3 separate regions of the Zea mays genome follow, and all the other regions are linked to region 1. Evidence: chromatin contacts called from public Hi-C data. All regions are on one chromosome and are shown on one strand. The core of a region is the stretch at or near the end of the contact, and the rest is flanking DNA. Distances in the headings are between cores, read along the strand shown.

Region 1 (3,147 bases), core at 237-2,736:
CTGGTGCTCGGTGATGATGGAATCCACCGGCACGTTGTTTCGTTTTCGTCTGCGTGGCCAATGTTAATTAGCTACCGAACTAAAATCGTTCACACACAACAAAACAAAAAGTGAGAAACGCACTTGTCGCAGCGGAAAGAAGATCATGATAAGGCGGCAATTTTTGCTTCCACCGCCGACGACACACGATCATGATCTATACGACCAACCGCGCGCGCGGTCCCGTCCATGACCGACACGACGCACCCGATGCCCGATGGCATCGAAGCAATTTGCTTTTTCTGGTTGTTGCTGCGTCGACCTACCTGACGTGACGCGGTATGCATTCGTTGCTCCCGTACGAAATCATCGAAGCAATTTTTTTCTGGCATGAACCGTAGGGCGCCGCTGCTGCCCAAAAACTCGCCAGTCTACATTTGTTACGCCTACTGCCTGCTGTGTGAGTTCCAGAAGATACTCAGGTTGTCGAAACGCGATGCGTTCAAATACAAACGCTGTGCGACCGGAACACGCAAAAGCAATGCATCCGCGTCACTGCGTCAGGGAGTAGCTCAGCGTCTCACCACCAATCGACGTGCCTTGACGGCCACCGCGCACGAACATATGGCCTCACACGGTCCTTCTTCTCGCAGCCCAAGGGCCCGGCCGCTTCCAGAAGCTGTGCGCGTGTTTCACACTAGTTCCAACCGTGAACGGGCTGCGGGGAGGCGGAAACATGGGTAGCATTTTCGGTTCGTCGGCCCAGCTAGTGAGCACCCGCCCGTCTCAGCCTAAGCCCAGTATTCGTCCCGTAGTACAATCAAATTTACAGCAAATATTCTTTATATTTATATACTTAAATCAAGCTACTATAAATATATGCTTTATAATTACTTCATAACATTTAATTTATATAATAAATGTTATTGTTTTTTATAATTCTAATTAAACTCGTTTCCTATTTTCTAAAATACTCCATTTATCATTCTCATTTTTTTTAAAAAAAACAACAACTATTTTAGCTTTAATTATATACAATATTAAGATTTAATAGATGTTTGAATCTAATTCTATATAGTAAATTAATTCGAAGAAACCAATATTATTAATGTTTATTGCATACATAATTAAATTTATAAAAGTTTAAATTACAATAACAATTATTTTTAAGAAGAAGGGGAGTTTATCATTTGGTTTCGACTTTCGTACGAGAATTGCATTCGTACAACCGCAGCCGAGACGGTTGACCAACGCTGCCACGATTCCGTCCACACGCCGACGCGGCGGGCTCCTGGCCGACGAGCACTCCCCTCCGAACGCCGCGTTGGCCGGCCCCGCCCCACGAGGCCACGATGCAGTAGCAGCGTTCACACCATCTGTCTGTCTCAAGTGTCACGGCGTCCGTCATTCGATTCAACCCCCAACCCCCCATGGGCCTGGCCGTATAAATCAACCGCCGGTGAAGTCTAGTCGTCTCGTCGCTCGGTCCACCACCTCAGCTCCGCCGCTTGCCCGCTTTTGCTCTCTCCCTCCCGGCTCTCGGCTTCTTCTACACGCTACCGTCTCACAGCCGTAAACGCCCCTCCCGGATCCCGCTAGTTCGCCACCGCCGCCCGCCCGCCCGCCGTTCGCCTCATCATGGCCGCCTCGTCGACCGCCACCTCCGTCCACGACTTCATCGTCAAGGTCAGTCCCATTCCCCTCGTCGCCCTCTCAACCCCTAAACGCCTCCGTGCGTAGATTCCAGAGGTGGTACGATCATAGGCCCTCTGAACCCCAAAACGTCTCTGTGCGTAGATTCCAGAGGTGATAGGATCATAGGACCCCCGTAAATCCGTAATATTTTGCATGGATCGCTTGCTTTGCGTGCGGCGTGCCCCGGAGCTGCAAGCTCGAGGCCACTGTGCTGTGCTTAGTCCGGGATTGGGGCTTTATGGTTCCTGATTCGTGCGGAGCTCTTAGTGTGAATTTCGCTGTCGAACCGTGTGATTTGGCTTGCAAAATGACTGGATTTGCTAACCCTTACCTAGCGGTTTTTGCCGAATTTTTAGAAGAGTAGATGCCGCGGCTTATGTTTTTGCAGAGGAGTCTAATTATCGCCTTCTGCTTGCTGCTCGTCTGCAGGATGCGAGCGGCAAAGACGTTGACCTCAGCACCTACAAGGGGAAGGTTCTTCTCATTGTTAACGTCGCATCCCAGTGGTATGAATCATCTGCAGCAGAAACTTTTCTAATCTTCTTACTATTTGTGATTGTTTGGCCCATGGCAAAAGCGTATCAGTAAGGTCGTTGGTGTCTTCTACTACGAGGACATATCCTGTGCAATCACTTATCCTGGTGCAAGCGTGCAATCAAGCGATCTGGTGCATCCGATCTAGATCTAACGGTTTCCAGGGCCGTCCCTGTGGGGGTGCCAAGGGTGCAGCCGCACCGGGCCCCCAAAAATAGAGGGCCCCGTAGCCACTGTACGGTAGTATTTTTTCCTATTAAACTTATCTATTATAGACACAAATACGTAAAGTGTGATGCGTTATCGAGCTATCAACTAGTCTCGTTTATATTCTTAAACTGTCTCAATTACTTATCCAATACCCATCCGTTTCAAAATAGTATTTGTTTTAGTTCTTAATTTTTATGTTTATATTGATGATGATAAATCCACTAAAGAAGCAAAACAAATTCTATTTTGATATAGGGAGAGTATTATAAACTATACATATGATGGTTGCTTTGGCAGAGAGAAGCTTTTTAAAATTGAAATATTTTTGTGAACTATTTTTGATCAACAATAACTCAAGAGATGTTAAATGGCTTGGTGATTCTATATATCGAAAAAAGTTGTTGGATGAGATTGATCTCAATGATAGAAGAGATGACTTTGTATCACAAAATGTTAAAAGATATTTTTAATAATATGAGATAACAAGTGTTTTTGCTATATTTTACATTTGTTATCTTGTAAACTTTAAAATAGTGCATAATAATTTTTATATATTAAATATTTGATAATATATATAATTATATATATATGTGGATGGGCCTCGATATCGGATTTCGCACCGGGCCCCTGAAAAGTCAGGAACGGCCCTGACGGTTTCATATGGAAGGGGTTAAAAGTAAAATATGTACTATGTTTTAGGTGGAAGGGGTTACATATAAAATAACAGTC
Region 2 (3,147 bases), core at 476-2,975, 360 kb after region 1:
CCCCTGAATTTTCTCAGATTTGGAATGCTGTTTGTAATTCTTCTTTGCCATGATAGCTGAGAACATGGTCAGATAACTTTCCTTCTAAGGGCTTGCTTTAGACAAGCTTATAATCTGAAAGCAAGAAATGCATGAAGCGAGTAAGAATAATGTTGTAGTAGGATCCAGATTAGAAATACAAACACAGAAAAGCTTCCCATTTTCTGCACTCACAAGTCCCCACTACTCATATTTGCTCATATCTTCCAAACTCTGATGAACAGTTTCAAACTCTAGTTTCACAAAAGTACAGTTGTCTAAGAAGAAAACAAACAGGGAGGAGACAAGAAAACAGTTGGACCCCACTTATGCAAATGCCAATTTCGACATACTCATGCCAGAAGCATTTGTACTCAAAGTACGTTCTACCTGCATGATTTTCCTTTGTGTAAATATATGAGACAAGAAGTCATAAGAACTATAATCACCAACTAAAATTAGATAAATATAACAATTCGGAGCATCCAAAGGGCATGGTTTTTGGCAAGTACCTTTTACCAGTACTTGAATACTTGATCACAGAAGTCTACCGAGCATAAAAGCAGAGGCGGTCCTGCTACACTTCACAGATAGTGCCCAAAATGCCAAAAAACACCGAAGGAAGATTTGGTTTCAAAGATCACTCAATCCAATCTTTGAGTCTTCAGAACCAAAAAATTGCAGGCAGGAACAGGTTATTCTGTTGGTCCCAAACGAAGGCCCTTGAAATTGCCGTGTCTCCTCGGTTTATACGAGATGCCGATGCCGAGTCGGAAACAAATGAAACTCTGAAGCGGCAGGAAGGGATATCTCAGAAGGATCAGAACACGCAAAAGAAAGGAAGCGGAACTTTTTTTTCTTCCTTTTACTCCAGCTAGTTGTCTTCACCAAAACAAACGCGCAGAGCACACAAACCTCCACATCTTCATTCTCCAGCAAGACAGACCCCTGCCTCAGAACAATCTCAGAATTCAGTACCCCAAAACCAAGGAAAACCGGCGAGAAAACCACCTTTTTATCTTCCTCTGGTTCTTCACAGCAACCCCTCGAGGCCTCGAAACACTGAGACCAGCGCCAAGATCGAATTTTCGGCCTCCAAAACTGAGAATGAATAAATAAACAGCAAACCGGCGGATACTCACAGGTCACAGCCAAAAAAAAACTGCCTTTTTTACAGAACCGTATGAATGCAACCGAATCGCAGTTGTCTTTTCCGATCCTCCCTTCCTTGAAATCCTTCAAGACGCGGAAGCAGAAGCATGCCAACCCGGCAACAGCGCATGCAGCGGTCCTCGCCGACGACGGAGGCTTTGCCACTGTGGCCGCGCGCGCCAACCGCTGCCGCTACCTTGTCTCTCTCATTCTCGGCATTCTCTATCCTCTCTCTAATGGCGGATGGAGAAGGTAGGATTTGGAGGGTGACCCAGCCCGTACTTTTGGTTTTTGTAGATCACATTGCGGGGAGGGGAGTCCGATTTGTCTTTTGTCTCTATTTTGGCCACCACCACCTCTTTTTCTACGTCAACAGGTGCGCGATCAAGATCAAGCTCAGCACGTAGTGGCTGCCAACAAAAAATGGGAGATGAGAACAAGAACGGACAGCGCTACGGGCAAATCGGCATATAGAGCCTTGAGTTTTACAGTTAATTAATGCTTGTGCCAGTTAGGTGGCCTGAATTGGAAATACAGATTAAAGCGACCTCTTGGTTTTTAGAGTATTCTTAAATGCGTCTAAAAATAAAATGGTTTATATTGTACAAATATTTTCTTTTCCTGTTATAATAATGTAAAAGCGTGCATACAGACCGCCATGTGTGCACGGGAGTGTCACGAACACTCAGCTGAATACTGCATGTATGCATTGCTTTCAATTTTCATCTCGTGTTGCTTCTTCTGTCGGAAGACAATTTTTTCAAGTACAGTGTCCTTTCTAGCGTTAAATTATCGGTGTACCGAACAAGAACTACCAATCATTAGACAATATACTTATCTTATGTGGATACAGAAAGCCAGATTGAAATAGCAAGGGCAAAACGTTTCTCTAGCCCATTCTTTCTGACTTTGTTTTCTATAAAAAAGAAAAAGAAACATTAGGGTTGTTTAAGCTGTCTCCACTGAATCGGCGCTGCGGGCTGCATGCAGCTCGTGGCCAAACTCTGAATGGCGACCGACAACTGGTTTACCTCAAGTGAAAAGGATTGCAAGACACCACAGAGAAGTCCTGTAATATTTTTTAGGCTAAAGTAATGTTTGATACGCTTCATTCATGCAACAATTTGTCGTCGGATCGAAGAATAAAGTGCGAATGGTGATACCCCGGCCCCTCCGTACGTTACTAATAACACACTAAGAGTATGGCCACAGCAGCAGCAGTCGTCGTCAAATTCTTTAATTAAATCTCAGGATGTGACAAACCAACTAACGAAAAAGATTCGCCAGAAATCAGTTGGATTAGGATGCATAACAAACCACTAAACAATTCCCATGGTCTTTATGCTTCCCATCAAAAAAACTAATCTCTGTAACAGTGTCAAAGAATTATTGTTTAACGTTTCCGATTGCAATACCTCACCTAGAGAGATGGTTGATACCTCCCAGCCTTCAACTACGGTCGCTGCAGCATATACGTACGAGCAAAACACGTACGTCGAAGCTATAGTCGCGCGCATGTATATACGGGCACTTTTTTTTAGAAAAAAAAAACACAAACGCTATTGATATACTCTCGCGGGTAAAACTGTTATAGTTTCCCGTGTAATTGAAAGTCGTAGAAAATTCTCAAAAATGATGGATATTCTTAATTATTTACTATACCAATATATCAAATTTCAAATTCGAATTCTATGTTTAAAGTATAAAAATCTACAATTTTTTAAGTATTTACATCGGATATATTTTTTTTATATCTCTTAAAATAGAATGTATCAAAATTTTAAATTTGATATAGTATATAGTAAATAATGAAGCATATCTTTAGATTTTTTGAAAAGTTTTCTATAATTTTTCTAGTTTGATTGTATGATGGTTGTACCATAAATTTGACAGCACGGCGGTTTTTGTCTACTCTTGTGGGTGTACCTTAGAGTATTTTCAAGAGACTAGCTAAATAGCTTGTCAAACTAAATTTTA
Region 3 (3,147 bases), core at 326-2,825, 270 kb after region 1:
AGTACTTAACAGATACAGTCACCGGTCGATTCGTGGGAAGGACCACATAGAGAATAGTGAGATAGAGCACCAGGGTCCTTTTGTTTTGGTGCCTTGGGTTGGGTGGGCAAGATATTTTCTTACTCGAGTTGCGTGTGCTGACGTGCCATCAGAATGAAGCCAACAGGATCGTCGTCAGGTTCAAGCTATACACTGCAACACGATGGATTTTTGCGAGGATATTCCGACCTAAAGCTATCCTCCAACACTCTACCCTCAGCTCAGGAAGTGCGCATGCATCTCCCTCTCTATCTCGTTGTAACCTTTGCTTTTGTAAACAGAAGCAGGCACCCAGATCTTGGATCCGTCCTCTGATAATTCGACTAGGACAGGAGAAGTAATTCCACGATAGAAGCAGTGGCACGACTTTTTGGGGGGTGCTAGCTAAGCGTAGTGGAGAAACCAGTAGCTGCAGGTGCAGTGTCAGCTGCCTGCATCAAAGCGTCACATTTTAATGTAAATATGAAGCTCAGTGGCGAAGCTAGTTTGTACCTATCGGATGCAATACGCCCCCTTGAAAACGCAAATTCTATAGATGCAGTTAAAATTTCACTGTATATGTACTCCTAGAAAAAAAAAATAGTATGCCGATCAATTTCACCATCCTCAATTTTGCTCTAACTTCGCCACGCTGAAGCTATATAGCAAATATATATGGGATGTGTTGAGGGGAGAAACAGTGCACGAACTGAAGGTGAATGCTGCCATCTCCACAAGACCTAGAACGATTTAGGCGATCGCTGTGCCGAAGCCCGAAACACAGGCACAGGCGTACATGAACACGTCAAAACCTCAAGAATCCTGCAGCCGCAAGAACGAACGCTGCCGGATGAAGGAAGCCAGCCAATCGGCAAGAACTTATTTTTCGTTCCGATCGAGATCGACTAACGATACCTGCTACTGTATTTAATTACATCCATCCAATCCATCCATGCGAGTCGACGGCGTGTACGGTGTACCATGTATATACATTTATCAACTAAAGGACGTGCGGAGGAGCAATTACCTGCCACTCTTGACTCTTCCAATGGCGCGCTGCGACTGCGAGCAGAGCACCGAGCGGGGGTAGTACGTCGTAATAAAAAAAAATCTAGTACGCCGTCAGGCCGTGGGCCGCGGGGAGCCGGCGGCGGCGTGGCGCGCGGGCGCGAACCTGGCGCTGAAGTCCGGCTCGCGCTCCTCCAGGCACCCGTCGTCGAAGTTCTGCGCGTAGCTGAGCGGGTCGTAGTTTAGCCCGCCGAGGAGGGAGCGGCCGCGCCGCCGCCTGCGCCGCACCAGGCTGACACGCCGCCGTAGCCTGCGCCACAGCGCGGCGGCGCCGAAGCGGCCCCAGCAGGAGGCCATCGTCCCGTGGTACGCGTCCCCGTGCCCGTCCTCGTCGCACTCCACCATCGCCGGCAGCCTCCCAGGCGAGCCCGGCGCCCACATCTGCGCGGCGGAGCGCAGCGCAGCGCCTCACTTTCTCTGCACGACAAGCAGATAGAGAGAGCGCGCGCGGCGCAAGCGCAACTGGCCTGGCAAGTGATGTGTGTGTGTAGCTGGCTGATTGGCTGGTGGTCTCGGCAGATGAGGCGGACAGGAGGGCGCGGAGGGAGGCGGTAGCCGTGGGATGCGAAGCGGACGGCGGAGATGGGGAGGAGCAACGAGCGCCGTGCGTGATGATATCTCATGTCACGTGCTCCCCCGGCCTCGTCGGACGTCGGCAACTCGGCACATTCCCTCGTGCCAGCGGTATCTCGGCTGACGTGGACCTGGCACGGTCCCACGGTGCCGGCACAACTTTTCAGATCCGGATGCAATTATGCAAATGGTACTGAATGTTTGTTCGACCGTCCATTTGACCCGAGCGTGAATACTTTTTCTGATATCTAGATATTTTTGTATATGTGTTCACATGAATATTCTATATGAATATCACGAATATAATTTTATCACTATTGGGTGCATTTCAGATAATTCAAAAAAACTGACCTACCCATGGCGGATATTATCAGACAAACACATCGTGGATGTTATTCCTAAAGTATTCGCCGGCTCAAATTTAAATAAAACGAGTCTGTTAAATTTATCTTAAAAAGGTAAAACAAATTATAAATTTACAACGGAGGAACATGTTTTTGATCGGCTGCAGTCCGCTTGACAGGCTAAGGTTGTCCTCACTCGTACTTGCTTTAAACTAGGTGAGTGTCTGTGCGTTGCAACGGAACCGTATAATAACACGATAACTTATATACATATGTGACTTATATTGTTATAGATATGTGTCCGTGCGTTGCGACGGAAATAAAAGATTTGTATGAAACATTGATACGGAACGACAAACATCACTATAATATGTAAAATACGTGTGGAAAACATTATTAATATCACACAAATTATTTCTAAAAACTTAATTTAGAATTTTTAATTACAGACAAATGTGTCGACAACTGTACACAAATCAGCTAATCCCTTTTAGCGATATCGATAAGTCTCTGTTGTATGTTTGCAGGGATGGCATATCGGCACGAATTGTCCTCATAACTTAACAGATCAATCACAAAGTTACTTCGAAGAATCTTTGCATCCTACAGACAAAGACATAAGAGAACAAAACCTATTATCTTGTAGAACGAGATAGGCGGAATGTATGTTTTGAACATAAAACGAATATGTTATGACCTCGATCTTGGCTCTCTAATAGTATTTCAGTAGGAGAAGAGGTGGTATAAAGATCATGTAACTTTGAAAATAAAACTTAAAGAATTGTTGGCTTACATTGATGTAAGATAAAACGAAATGTTGTTTGTCACGAAAACTTGGTTCAATCGGGAATTTAACTTCTACCCGAGCGACAATACTGTATTTTGTTGAGTTTGTGATCCAAATTCTGAAGAAGACCAAGACATGCTAAGTGATGTCAAGTACATGACATTTATCCCTGGTATAAGAAAAAGCCAAGAGTTTGACAATAAGGAAAGACATAATAATCAAAGCAGGTTAAGCAAAAGTAACAACCATTCACCAAGCAGTGGCAACAGGAAAGAGGCGCTATCGATCAAGAGGTTGCTTCCTGTGATCCACTTTGAGATCGACCGGACAAAAGCCCTTGATGTGATTGATAGAGTT

The links. Hi-C and Micro-C count contacts between places; a contact is called where the count stands out from the background.
Region 2: a Hi-C map of ear shows a contact between it and region 1, with 1.9 times the contacts expected there. The contact joins the promoter of LOC103646084 here to the promoter of LOC100273297 in region 1. A contact is called at or near these places in 2 of 25 Hi-C or Micro-C datasets (ear and leaf).
Region 3: a contact with region 1 is called in a Hi-C map of tassel, with 3 times the contacts expected there. The contact joins the promoter of LOC100277587 here to the promoter of LOC100273297 in region 1. A contact is called at or near these places in 5 of 25 Hi-C or Micro-C datasets (ear, leaf and tassel).

Annotation. Positions count from the first base shown.
Region 1 is chr2:20,017,442-20,020,588 of Zm-B73-REFERENCE-NAM-5.0, reverse strand. It overlaps LOC100273297 (putative glutathione peroxidase), which reads left to right and starts at 1,486. Exons shown (of 6, transcript NM_001147738.1): 1 at 1,486-1,665; 2 at 2,104-2,180. The coding sequence starts at 1,618.
Region 2 is chr2:19,653,541-19,656,687 of Zm-B73-REFERENCE-NAM-5.0, reverse strand. LOC103646084 (Phosphatidylinositol N-acetyglucosaminlytransferase subunit P-related) reads right to left here and starts at 1,725. Exons shown (of 7, transcript XM_008670810.3): 1 at 531-1,725; 2 at 1-114. The coding sequence starts at 66.
Region 3 is chr2:19,751,358-19,754,504 of Zm-B73-REFERENCE-NAM-5.0, reverse strand. LOC100277587 reads right to left here and starts at 1,575. Exons shown (of 1, transcript NM_001151105.2): 1 at 870-1,575. The coding sequence starts at 1,467. The coding sequence ends at 1,141.